Linked DNA regions of Sus scrofa: region 2 is linked to region 1. Evidence: chromatin contacts called from public HiChIP or PLAC-seq data. All regions are on one chromosome and are shown on one strand. Each heading gives the region's core, a stretch centred on a gene start, on an enhancer-like site or on the middle of the called end of the contact. The rest is flanking DNA. Distances are from core to core; before and after follow the strand shown.

The links. HiChIP or PLAC-seq counts read pairs in DNA pulled down with a chosen protein or histone mark.
Region 2: a contact with region 1 is called in an H3K27ac HiChIP or PLAC-seq map of alveolar macrophages. The contact joins two enhancer-like sites.

The regions. Positions count from the first base shown.
Region 1 is chr13:146,964,895-146,972,132 of Sscrofa11.1, reverse strand. The region is part of intron 1 of CD200R1 (CD200 receptor 1); the gene reads right to left. Among named protein-coding and RNA genes, the nearest start is that of CD200R1, 15 kb to the right of the region's middle. Within about 2 kb of position 2,747, at least 4 of the 83 cell types and tissues checked have an H3K27ac peak or open chromatin away from gene starts, as enhancers often do. A contact at or near this core is called in alveolar macrophages, where this site is marked.
Region 2 is chr13:147,137,221-147,144,458 of Sscrofa11.1, reverse strand. No RefSeq gene overlaps it. Among named protein-coding and RNA genes, the nearest start is that of CCDC80, 62 kb to the left of the region's middle. Within about 2 kb of position 3,763, at least 5 of the 83 cell types and tissues checked have an H3K27ac peak or open chromatin away from gene starts, as enhancers often do. A contact at or near this core is called in alveolar macrophages, where this site is marked.

The sequences.
Region 1 (7,238 bases), core at 1,498-3,997:
GAAGTTCCCAGGCTAGGGGTTGAATCAGAGCTACAGCTGCCAGCCTATGTCACACCCACAGCAATGCCAGATCTGAGCTGCATCTGTGTTGCATTTGTGACCTATACCACAGCTCGTGGCAATGCCACATCCTCAACCCACTGAATGAGGCCAGGGATCAAACCTGCATCCCCATGGGTACTAATCAGATTCATTTCTGCTGTGCCACAAGGCGAACTCCCTACAGTGTCAAATTTAATCAAGCATTTCATAAAGTAATATCAGATCTACACAAACATTCCTTCAGAAAATAGACAAGGAGGAAACATTTCTGTACTCATTTTACAAGGGTAGAATTAACTATACCCAAACCAGGTGAGCGCATTACAAATAAGAACAAGACCAGCAGACTTATTTAACATAAAAATTTTCAAAAAATATTAGCAAATCAAATCTAGCGTTTTTAATACAACATGATCATGTAGGGTTTTTCTCAGGAATGCAGTTTGAATACTCAAAAATCAATGAAATTGACCACATTAATAGAATAAGGGGGAAAACATGATTATTTTAGCAGATTTAGAAAAAGCATTTGACAAAACTCAGCACTCATTCATTATTTTTAAAACTCTAGGAATAGAAGTTAATCTCTTCAAACCCTTAAAGAGCATTGAAGAAAATATGACAGCTAACATCATACTTAATGAAATATTTCCCCTCTAAAATTAAGAACGGAGCAAGAATTTCTGCTCTTAGTACTTCTTTTCAATTTGTAATCCAGGTTCTAGTGATTGCAGTAAGGCAAGGGGAAAAGAGACGTACAGATCAGAAACAAAAACATAAAACTGTCTTTAATTGCAGAAGGCATGATGGTTAGAGATCTACAAAACCACTCCTAGAATTAATTGAATTTAGCAAGGTCATGGTATAAAAACACTAATTATATTTTTAAATAATTGTATTTTATATATAGCAGTGCATAATTAAAAAATAAAAATTTTTAATTAATTCTATTTATAATAATGCAAAAAACTATTGAATAAATTTAACAAAAGATGCACAAGTCTTGTACACTGAAAACCACAAGATATCACTGAGATAAATTAAAGAATACCTGTATAGATGAAGATAAGTATCTTGTTCTTGGATGGAAATATTCAATTGTTAAGAGGTCAGTTCTCCTCAAATTGGTCCACAGTTTCTACATGGTCTTAATTAAAAGCTTGTAGTATTTTCTGTGAAAACTGAGAAGCTAGTTCTGAAATTTATATAGAAATAAAGAACCTAGACTAGTCAAAGCAATGTTTAATAATGAGTAAGACTGGAAGATTTATACCATCTAATTTTAAACTTCATTCTGAAGCTACAGTAATCAAGGCAGTCTGGCATTGGCTAAAGAATAGGCACACCTTTGTTGATTATCAATAAACTATAAATGTGTGAGTCCATTTCTAGACCCTATTCTGCTCTATTGAAGTATGTCCCTAATGATGAAATAAAATTTGATAAAGTGGACATTATCAAAATTTTAAAATTTTGCTCTTTGAAAAATATCACTAATAAAATGAAAGGTAAACCACAGATTAGAATAAAATATTTGCAATATGTGTATTTAACAAAAAATTGCTATGTAGACTATGTGAAGAACTTTTACAATTCAGTAATTTTAAAAATCAATTTTAAAAACAGGCACATGACTAGAACAGACACTTCACCAAAAAAAGAAAATTCAAACTTCTAATAAATACACAAAAATTTGTTCCACATTAGTAATCATAGAGGAACTACTGATTTAAATCACTGAAAGATAATGATTACACACCTATAAGTATGGCCAAAGTTAAAAAGATTGATAATGTGTAATTGGCAAGAGTGTGAAGCCATTGGAACTCTCATACATTACCAATGGGAATGTAAAAGAGCATAACTACACTAGAAAATTCCTGCATTTTTTTTTCAAAAGTCAAACACATGCCCACATATAACCTCACCATTCCAATCCTAGGTATTGACCCAAGAGAAATAAAAACCTATGTCCACACAAAGATTTGAGCATGAATGTTCGTAGCAGGTTTATTCACAATGATCAAAGACTAGAAACAACCCAAATGCCAATCAACAGATAGACAAGTTATCCCTATGATGGAAAAGTATTCATCAATGAAAAGGAACACACACAACATGGATGAATCTCAAAATCATTCCCTTGAGTGAAATAAGGCAGACAAAAAAGAGTACATAGTACACACTACACAAAGTACTACTACTAATATAAAATGCTGACTCATCTATGGTAACAAATAGCAGACCAGTGGTTGCTTACAGATGATGGGAATGAAGGCAAGAATAGACTACAAATATACATGGAGGAATATTTGAAGAATAGTGGAAATGTTTTGTATCTTGTTTGTGACGATAATCACAGGTACATAATACAACTGTCAAACCTCATCAAATTGTACCTTTTAAATGGACACAGTTAACTGTACATAAATTATTCCTCGATTTAATTAAAAATACCAGAAACATCAGGTTTCAGCATACATAATATTAAAACATGCATCTACACAAATAAACACAAGATAAAACACAAATGAAAAGCCCTTGACGCTGAAGATAATTTTTTAAAAAACCTTTTCCATGTAAGTCAAAATCATCAGTAGGAGTAAGATTGTCTTGTGATTTGACTACAAATGAAACCTCTTAGTCACTTTGAACACTCGCTTTGAGTTTCCCTTCCCAAGTTGTCATTGTCATATGCCTGAGCAAGTATATACCACCCACACAGTGGACACTGTACAGACATGACTGTGCAAACCTATACTCAAAGGCTTCCTCCAGTGAGTGAAAAAAGGCTCTCAGAAACAGCACATGGTTTTCTGCTGCTGTTAAAACAGTTTTTATGTATTGTAAAATCCTGAGCTCTACTGACTAAAAATGTTAGAGGTAAGCATTTCTGATATTTAACCATTCCCAGGATAAAAAAAGAAAAAACCCGATTCAGTAACTATTATTAACCAAAATAGAACATGGATTACACCATTACTTAAATAGTTAATGTAGTTGCTTAGATAATTATTTCTAATGTATGAAGATGGGAAACAAAAAGTTAAAGATTTCCCGCTCTTTCATTTATCTACATGGTTTTGGGAGAATACAAACAAAGCAGTAAGGTATTTCATAAAATGAATTTTAAGCTAAAAGAATCCTAAAATTGAAGCAAAACCGTAGACTAAAATATTTGGCTATGTTCCAAAAAGATGACTATACAGTTGTAAAAGAGAACAATGCAGAATAGTTTTATTTTTACATTTCTTTTGATATTTTTCTCTAGGACTTGAGGCTTCTATGCTAGTATTGAACTAATTAGAAGTTATTCTTATTGCTTATTATGGACTTTACATCTTTACTTTTCATCTTCATAGTTTTTAACATTTAATGAACTTCCTACTTTAACATAAACACAACACAGTATACATTGAAATACATTGAATATGTTTTAACACATTGAAATCTGCGAGAATATTCTGATATTTTACATAAAGAAAACCAAATAATATAATTATTTCATTCTTCATTTGGTGTTTCAAGCTTTCAAACGTCAAAACCCTGCAAGTTATTATGAGTACGGATCTAAACCATTTTGGATTAGGCAATGAAGCAATAAAATAACTCTGTGCCATTGTGTTTATTTTAAATGGAAACTTTAATCTTTAAGAGAGATATGCTGCTTCATTTTTACTGGGTTTAAAACCTCAGCGTGTAATGTTCTTAGGATACCATTCACGAGTTATCCCTTACTTATTAAATGAATCTTTCCACAGAAAAGAAAATCATGGACTTGGAGAATAGACTTGTGGTTGCCAAGGGGTCGGGGGGTAGAGTGGGATGGCTGGGGTGCTTGGGGTTAATAGATGTAGGCTATTGCCTTTGGAATGAGTTAGCAATGAGATCCTGCTGTGTAGCTCTGGGAACTATGTCTGGTCACTTATGATGGAGCATGATAATGTGTGAAGAAAGAATGTACACATGTATGTGTAACTGGGTCACCATGCAGTACAGTAGAAAATCAACAGAACACTATAAACCAGCTATAATGGAGAAAAAAATCATTATGTAAAAAAATTTAAAAAAAATAAATGCAACTCTGAGACTGACATCTTAATCACACAAAGACCCAGAAATTCAAATTAAATTGCCAAGAACAAACTTATTTAGCTACACTAAGTATAAAATTTTTTCTAAACACCAGTATGGCAAAGTCCATACAGTATAGAAATCTTTACTATAACTTTCTGGCTCTGGAAAATTTAAAATATCAACCTTAACATTTTAGTTAGTATGTGTGTTTTATAAAAATGCACATTGTGGATATAAATTAGACATAAAACTATTATTTCCCAACAGTCTTTAGATTATGAATGAATTCAAGCAAGAACAGACATTAAATTGCCTCCTTCTATAGAGGTCCTAAAAATAAGATGAACTGTCATCCAAAGAGTCTAATTACATTTCAACCTCTAAGGCAGTGATTTTCACATTGGGAACTAATGAAAGTCCACGATAGCCAGAAAATCCATAAACTTTGTAACTTTGTGGGAAGGAAGCCTGATTTACAATTTTATTTCTGATATATAATTTAAAAGTACTACCATCCTGTAGAAATAATTGAAAGCATTACCCATTTTCTCACAAATTTTGTTATTTTCTGAATAGCAAACAGGATGTTTGGAATAAGAGACTCCTGAAATATTTTTCTCTACTAAAGCTACTTTAAAAACAATGTAGTAATTTTATGAGAAATTTAGGAAGTAAAGGAAAGGGGATTTTTTTCTGTCTTCTAAGATAATGACCAGTCTTTCACTAGTTGTTTTCATTGAGATAGTATCTGAGTGATCACCTATCACACTTATTAGAGCTTATGGACTGGTGGAGGGAAGATGGAAGCCACATTAATAATATTTATTTATCCAATTATATTAGCTAGACACTCAATGCCTATTTATAATGGAGTTTTCACTCTAATGAGGACAATATGCATTAACCAAATAATCAAATAATTATGTGGAATTGCAATAGCAATAAATAAAAAGTATATAAAATGTATCTTAAGTAACTTTTCCTGGTGTTGAGGTAGTAGGCAGCCTCTAAGATGATTCCTACTGTTCCTCCTTCCTGATATTCATGTCTTTGTAAAATCCCCTCCTCTTGAGAGTGGGCTGGATTTACTAACAAATAGAATACAGCAGAAGTGATGGAATGTCACCATCAAGATCAAGTTATAAAAAGACTATGCCTTCTGTCCTGGCGTGCTCTCTCACTCAATCTTGTGTCGCTGTGAGAAAATAAATATTTGTTTGGGGGAGATTTATTATGCAGCAATAAGTAATTAACACAGGACCCAATGAACAAGAAGCTGATAATAGAGTGAAAGCGAGAACATTCCAAATAAAAGTACTTTTATATATAGAGAACATGTGTCTGGAGGGACTATAGGGAAAATACTAGGATCTGAAGAAAGACCAAGGGTAAAAAAAGATAGTTTCAGCTTTTGCTATTAATCTAGTCTCCCATAAGGATTTCAGAATTTTTTCCCCTGAGACAAATATATTTTCCTATGGAAGAACAGAAAAGAAAAATAAATGTTTGCCATTTGGGGAATATAAAATATTAACACGTTTTTAAATAGTAAAACTATCTTATTCTTATGTCTCAGCTTAATATTTCAGTTATCATGATCCCTACTTCCAAAAAAGAAAGAAACTGAAGTGAAAAATAAAAGATTTCTTATTTTAAATTATGTTTGTTAATTCTGCACCAGAATTTTTCCAGGGCGAACAAAACCATTTTGCAAACATCTGAAATTTAGGGTAAAAATAATTTATATTAAGGAACTACAATTACAGATGTAAATACAGATTCACCTCAACCATAATATTGAATAAATAAAGGCAGTTATAAAATAATATGCATAGTATGATTCCATTTATGCGCAATACCAAAAAAAAGACAAAATAAATTTTGTTGTTAGGAACTGCAGACACACATGGTAAAATATAAAGAAAAGCAAAGAATGATTATCCCGCAAAGAGTCCGATTATCCAAAAAGATAATGGCTACCTTTAAAGCAATGCTCAGGGGCTATAACTGGGAAAGGAAGAACTAGCAATAGTCTAGGTATTAACTTACATAGATATTCACTCTATAAATGTTCTTTAAAATGTACAACAAGCACATGAAAAAATGCTCAACATCACTGATTATTAGAGAAATGCAAATCGAAACTACCACGAGATACCATCTCACACCAGTGAGAATGGCCATCATTAGTAAGTCCACAAATAACAAATGCTGGAGGGGGTGTGGAGAAAAGGGAACCCTTCTGCACTCTTGGGAATGTAAGCTGGTACAACCACTATGGAGAACGGTATGGAGGTACCTTAGAGATCTATACATAGAATTGCCATATGACCCCGCAATCCCACTCTTGGGCATATAAAAAAGACACATGCACCTGCATGTTCATTGCAGCACTATTCACAATAGCCAAGACATGGAAACAACCCAAATGTCCACTGACAGATGATTGGATTAGGAAGGTGTGGTGTATATATACACAATGTAATACTACTCAGCCATAAAAAAAGAATGAAATAATGCCATTTGCAGCAACATGGATGCAACTAGAGACTCTCATCCTGAGTGAAGTAAGTCAGAAAGAGAAAGACAAATACCATATGATGTCACTTATATCTGGAATCTAATATAGGGCACAAATGAACCTTTCCACAGAAAAGAAAATCATGGACTTGGAGAATAGACTTGTGGTTGCCAAGAGGGAGGAGGAGGGAGCGGGATGGATTGGGAACTTGGGGTTAATAGATGCAGATTATTGCCTTTGGAATGAATTAGCAATGAAATCCTGCTGTGTAGCACTGGGAACTACGTCTAGTCACTTATGGTGGAGCATGATAATGTGTGAAAAAAGAATGTGTGTGAAAAAATATATGTGTGTGTAACTGGGTCACCATGCTGTACAGTAGAAAAAAAATGGATTGGGGAAATAACAATTTTAAAAATTTTTAATAAAAAAATTAAAAAATTAAAATGTACACATATCAGACAACCTGCAATATATATTATATGTCACTATACAAGAAAATTAAAATAAGTACAAAGAAACACAAGAATGCTTACTTTAAAAAATAATTATATTAACTATTGATCCTGGTATCACAACATATATTTTGTGTATTTAT
Region 2 (7,238 bases), core at 2,514-5,013, 170 kb before region 1:
TTATGATCAGATGTCTTTTCACAAAAGACAATATTCTTCCTATTGAATTCCTTAAAAAAAAGTTTCAAATATCACAGTTGTCTATGGCTAGTTACTTCAGTGGCTTAGGGTCCCAGATTAATTAGGGCAAGGCCAAACTTTGATCTCAGAAGTTATTTCTCAATTACATGTCATTGGCAAGATGAATAAGAGCTGTCTGGCCCTAAAATACAAGCAGTTTTTGCCTCCTTCTTATAGGTCAATAGTCCCATAATATCAATACCCATAGTTCTAACTGGAGATTTTGCTTATGGATTACTTAAGTAAATATTTATTGAGCAATATGCTCTGCAGCATGCCCATTCCTGGGGACTAGGAGATAAATAAGAAAAAAGGAAACAAATATTTGAGAACCTAAGCTGCCCCAGGAGTTGTGCCAACCAATTTACATGTAACAATTCTTTTTATTCTAAATCAACCCTGTAAGGTACACATCATTGTCCCACTGACTTTTTATCTTTAAAAGTCATCATTTTGAAAGTTATAAAAGTAATATATGATCATTATAAAGAATATAGAAAATACAGAAAAGTATAAAGAAGAAAATAAACATCATCCATAATGAAAATGCTGAGAGATAATTATTATTAACTTGGGAAATTTTTTATGTATGTGAATTGACCCTGTTCTGTGCTTGAAAAATTATAGTGTGTCTTAAGATATATTTTCTGAAAGAGTCACTGAGGGGATTAGAAATTGAAGGCTTAATAATAACTTTGCTGTTTATATGAGACTTTTTGAGCTTCATCTTCCTCCCCACTCTCATGCCCACCCTGCCTCATTCTTATCTGGACAATTGCTCATCTTCCTTTAAGTCTAAGGACATATTTCTTTTGGGAGTTTCTCTGACATTCCTCCCACACATTCACCCATTAGCTAAGTTCCCCATTTTCTGTTCCTGGCACACCCCAACATCTTCTATGTAGCATGATTATAATTGTAATAAAACAGTCAGTTCCTCTTCATCTGATGTCCACTTCTCTCTTATTTGCTATTATATATTCACTCCCTAGCAAAGTGTCAGACATATAAAATATTTTTTGGATTGATTGAATGAAAGTTTACAGTATAAAGACCAAAGATTCTATAGGAATTTCGTCAGTACCATAGGCTATGAAAGTGGGCTAGGAGCTGCTGTGCTAAACTCTGGTGCATATGTTGATGGGGCAGAGGAGTGAGGTATGGGTATGCCAGGATAAGGAGCAACATTGCATAAACACCCAATGTGGAATCTTGGGGAAGAGACTAAAGAATATGCTGGTCGGACATTAAGGAAATGATCCCATTTACCATTGTATCAAAAGAAAAAATACCCCAAGAAGTAAAACTACTTGAGGAAGCAAAACAGCAGTATTCTGAAAACTGTAAGATGCTGATGAAAGGAATTGAAAATAACACAAACAGATGGAAAGATATACCGTGTTCTTGGATTGGAAGAATCAATATTCTCAAAATGAATATAATATCCAAGGCAACCTACAGATTCAGTGCAATACCTATCAAAATATCAATGGCATTTTTTGCTGAACTAGAGAAAAAAGTTTAAAAATTTTTATGAAAACACCTTGAATAGCCACAGCGATGTTGAGAAAGAAAAATGGAGCTTGAGAAATCAGGGTCCCTGTCTTTGGACTATATTACAAAAATATAGTCATCAAAACAGTATGGCACTGGCACAAACACAGAAGTACACATCAATGGAACAGGATAGAAAGCCCAGAAATAAACCCATGCACATATGGTTGATTCATCTATGAAAAAGGTGGCAAGGATATACAATGAATACAGTCTCTTCATAAGTAAAGATGGGAAAACTGGACAGCTACATGTAAAAGAATGAAATTAAAACATCCTTTATACCATACACAAAAATAACCTCAAAACGAATTAAAGACCTAAAAGTAAGACTGGATAGTATAAAACTCCTAGAGGAAAACATGGGCAGAATATCCTTTGACATAAATAGCAGCAATATCTTTTTGGATCCATCTCCTAGAGTAATGGAAATAAAAGCAAAAGTAAGCAAATGGGACCTTATTAAATTTAAAAGATTTTGCACAGCAAAGGAAACCATAAACAAAACAAAAAGACTTCCTACACAATGGGAAAAAATATTTGCAAATGATGCAACTGAAAAGGGATTCATCTCCAACATATACAAATAGCTCCTACATCTCATATCAAACAAACGAATAAATGACCCAATCAAAAAAAAGTGCTGAAGATCCAAAAAGACATTTTTCCAAAGAAAGCATACAGATGGCCAAAAGTCACATGAAAAGATGCTCAGTATTGCTAATTATTAGAGAAATGCAAATCAAAACTACAGTGAGCTATCACTTCACATCAGTCAGAATGGCCATAATCAAAAAGTCTACAAATATTAAATGCTGGAGAGGAGTATGTGGAGAAAAGTGAACCCTCCTACATTGTTGGAGGAACTGTAAATTGGTACCTCTATGGAGAACAGTGTAAATTCCTTAAAAAACTAAAAATAGAGCTACCGTATGATCCTGCAATCCCACTCCTTGGCATCAATTCAGAGAAAACCGTAATTTGAAAATATGCATGCACCACAATGTTCATAGCAGCACTATGTACAGAAGCTAAGACATAGAGGTGACCTAATTGTCCATTGACAGATGAATGGATAAAGAGGATGGGTGTGTGTGTGTGTGCACGCACATGTACGTGCACAATGGAATACTACTCAGCCATAAAAAAGAATGGAACAATGCCATTTATAACAACATGGATGGACCTAGAGATTATTACGTTAAGTGAAGTAAGACATACAGAGACAAATATGATATTGCTTATATGTGGAAAAAAGATACAGATGAATTTATTTACAAAACAGAAATAGACTCAGACATAGAAACAGACAGACATAGAAACAGAGTTACTTTTTGGGAACAGGGAGAGGGATAAATTAATAGGCTGAAAGTAAAATATACACACTACTATAAATATAAAACCAACAAGGACCTACTATATAGCCCAGGGAACTATATTCAGTATCTTCAATAACTTATAAAAGAATGAGAATGTATGTGTAATTGATAACCTAGTCAATCATTTTGCAGTTGAGGAGAACAGAGGGGGTAAAGGCTTACATGGGCATGTGCTAGTTACTGGCAACTAGAACCCAGACCTCCAGTATCCTTGCCCTGAATCGTATAGTCTCAGGATGAGCTGTGTTTTGGGAAGGAAGGGTAAGGTAACATCCAGGATTTGAGACTGACACTCATGGTGACCTTGGCCACCATTAGGTCAAAGGGACTCAGACTTCCATGCATTTTAAAGAGGAAGTATGTTCTAGCATAGAAGTAAGCAGGCTTGCAGTTCTGCCAGCTCGATATAAAAGAGCATCTAACAGCTCGATGGAACTCAGATCTGGAATCATCATCCTGAAACAAAAGCATAAAGTTACAGGAAAGGGATTTGAAATATTAACTTGTTATTTAAATTGAACTTAACAGAATTGGATCTGTATCAAATAAACATTCAGAGAGTATATTTTTCACCTTCATTTTGAGAATATCAGCAATAACAGATAAAAGTAATACTAGATAAAAAGAGAAGACCTCCCTAGGCCTCCCCATACTTGCACTGCTCCTATATAATTAAAAAAAGTAGAAGATAAGATATAGAAGACAGACTTTGCAAAGAAACAGTTGGGTCATTTTACCACTTCAGTTACATCTTGTGGGATGTTGAGTCACAGATTCTTCTCTTACAAAACATGCAACTGACAGTATGTTTACCACGTATGATCTAATTAAGATGAATATATGTGGAACCACCTAAGTAAAGGTAGATGTAGTGAGTGGCAGTGCACTGAACCAGCTTCTTCTGTTCTGAGGGAATGCAGAGGGCATATTTTATCTTCTATGAAGTAAAAATAGAGTTAAGACTGGGCCATGTGCCTGGCCAGCTCACCCTTGGAGCTTAGCACATCTTGGCTCTTGCTTTACAGAGAAAAGCAAGGAATAATATAATCCTCATAGTCTTCTAGCCACTAAGATCCTCAAACCCATTCTCCATCTGTCAGGGTGCTAATTTGTTTTGAACATTCATTCCTTCTTTCCAGAGAGTCTTCCCAGGGTAGCTCAGCCTTCTTCCAAACTACCCACACAGCCTGACTTCTGTGTTCCTTCAGTTGGAATTCTACTGCAAATGCATTTGGCTGGCTTGTTTCCACTAATTTAGAAGCTGCTTAACAGATATCTGACTCTCATGTATGTTGGTCAGTGGCCTGCAGCACTTTGCTCTGTGAGTGTTCATTAACAGGTGTGGCTGTTCTACAGGATAGGGAGTTCAGCTTCTATAGGATAGGGAGTTATTGTACTCTTTTCAAGCTCTCCTGAAACTATGGCTGAAATACAGACTTTAAGGTAGTGAGAGTTGTGGGGAACAAAGAATAAGAGAAGAAGATTATGCCTTAAAACTTCCTAGGAAACTAATTTACATGATCTATATTTAATCTCTCATATGATTATAACCCATGTAAAATGAGGGCTGGTTGTTCTTGATTTGAAATCAAGTGCAACCAAGACATTTAAACCACATCACTCTGATTCAGAAAGCTTTCAAATATTTACTAGATCTTTGTTTTAATTTCCTTAAAACTTTCTAAAAATCCTTTTGAGGCATTTTTCTTCTCCCCAAGTTTCACATCACCAAGGGTACCTTCCCTCAAATTTTGATAAATAAAATCCTCCGTCTAGTTATGTACTGATAGATTAAAGAACATATTAAAGTTACAAAGAGGATCTATGTGCATTTTCTCACTGTTTAGCTAAAGAACATTTATTGAGCACGTGCTATGTACCAGTAATGGTTTTAAGTTTTGTGGATATAAAAATAAATACAACACAATTCCTGCCTATTGACGATGAAAATAGCAGAGCAGGCAACACAACTGCCTCCATTTTATAGGAAAGAACCTACACTTAGAGATTGAGGGAGGCCATATAGCTGATGACGATGACAGCTGAACTAGACCCAGGACTGTCTAACTTTTGGATCATCACTCTCCAGTTGTCTGCCCAAGAGTTTGTTTTTCACAGATTGAAAAATCATGAGATGTTTGGAAAACAAAACCAAAATGACAACAAAAAATCCTTTTAGTTATGCTCAGTTAGAACTCTTAAACTGGCTTAAAATTAATAGTTACAGCCAAATGGAATTTGACATAGATTTCTATATGGCATCTCCAGCAGTGCTATCCAATAGAACTTTCTGAAAAGATGAAAATGTTTTGTGCTATTTAATACAGTAATCACTAGGTACAGGCAACTACTGAGCCCTTGAAATGTGGAGGAACTGAATTGTTTAATTTATTTTATTTTAATGGATTTAAATTTAAATAGCAAGTTGAGGCTCTATCCTTTGCAGATCATGGCAGTATTGCAGATGATGATGAAATTTTTACATCTTTTACTGGAGGAGAATATCTCCCTAAGTAGCATAGAAATTTAATTTGCTTTAATATTTTCTTGACTCGGAAGTAAAAATGTAGTAGAAACAGAAAAAGACAGATAAAGATGCTGACAGGAGAAGCACAGAAGGATTCAACCTTTCACAAAGCAAAATAAGTGAAAGAAGATGGTGATGGCCATCCCACACGATGATCACTGGTAGGAAAAATATCCTTCTCTGGCGATAGAGAAAATTACACTTGCACTGATGGGAAAAATCAGCTTGGCTTACAGAAATCTATGTCTAAAGGAAATAGCTTGGCTATTTTTATCTATTTAAGCCTATTCATATTACTGAATATTAATAAACCCTGTGGTCTAAAATGAACTGGTTGGATGTGGGAGGGAGGGAATTTATTCTTTTTCTCTTCTTGGTAAGAGACAAGCAAACCTGAAACCTTAACACTTCTGCCTCTATACACCAAGTAAAGATTTCAGTCCCTAAAGATTCAAGTGTTTCCTTGACAGGTGGCAGAATGTTCCTTTTCTATCATTAATTCCCATAATCATCTGATTTGCACCTTGTAGTACCTATGGATTTTTCTAATTAAAAAACTGCTTTTTTAGGAGTTCCCTTCGTGGTGCAGTGGTTAACAAATCCAACTAGGAACCATGAGGTTGCGGGTTCGATCCCTGGCCTCGCTCAGTGGGTTAAGGATCCGGCATTGCCGTGAGCTGTGGTGTAGGTTGCAGACGTGGCTTGGATCCCATGTTGCTGTGGCTCTGGCATAGGCCAGCGGCTACAGCTCGGATTAGACCCCTAGCCTGGGAACCTCCATATACTGGGGAAGCGGCCCCAGAAAAGGCAAAAAGACAAAAAAACAAAAACAAAAAAATTGCTTTTTTCTTATTCATTTTTCATTTCCATACTATAAAGTATCCAAGCTGCTCAGTGTGATAAATTCCACAATTAACTGCACTCCTGAGCTGAGGCTGTCCAGATTTGGTGACGAGGGGCCAGATAACTCAATAAAAAGAGGAACTGTGTAAAAAGAGGAGTTTATAATGGAATCACTGATGGTACTTTTAATTCCAACAGCCCACGTAGATGCCAGAAAGCAGAGGGCATACAGAGGCTAAGACCCATGAAGTTCTCAGGATGCCATAATTTTCTCCCTTAATTAAAAGGGATTACTCTAGAGATACAAGACACAAAGTATAGTAATACAAATGTGGCAGGATATGAATTTTTAACCTGTTTTAATGTGGAAATGTCACTCCCTGTTTTCTGTTTTTCTTTGTTTCTCTGCATTGGAAGGAGTGATTCAACCCATTCTAAAAGAGAGGGAAATTTCTCTTCCCTCCTTCTATTCCCATAATTGTGCACACCCAACAAGGAAAGCAAACATTTCTCCTTCCCAGGAAGTGTCTAATGACTAAGCCTTCCTACCATGGAAAGAGAAACGAATGCTTAGTTGCTAGTGATTTGGGCTCTGTATTTCACAGCTATTAAAGCTTATTGCATGAAAAAAAAGTAAGTAGTATAGGAATTTGGGCTTGATAGAGGGTCTAGGGCTAGAACTCTAGAAAGTACTAAAATATGGGGGCAAAAGGCAAGCAAAAATGGAAGTCACTGGATGAGGAGAATTGTCTGGGAAAGAATGGGGTGGAAAGGGTGGGGAAAGGGGAAAGGCAGACTGATCTTGAAATATAGGATGAGTAATTGGAAAAAAGTACTGAATTTGAGAAGAATGATAGTTCTCTCCATCTACCATC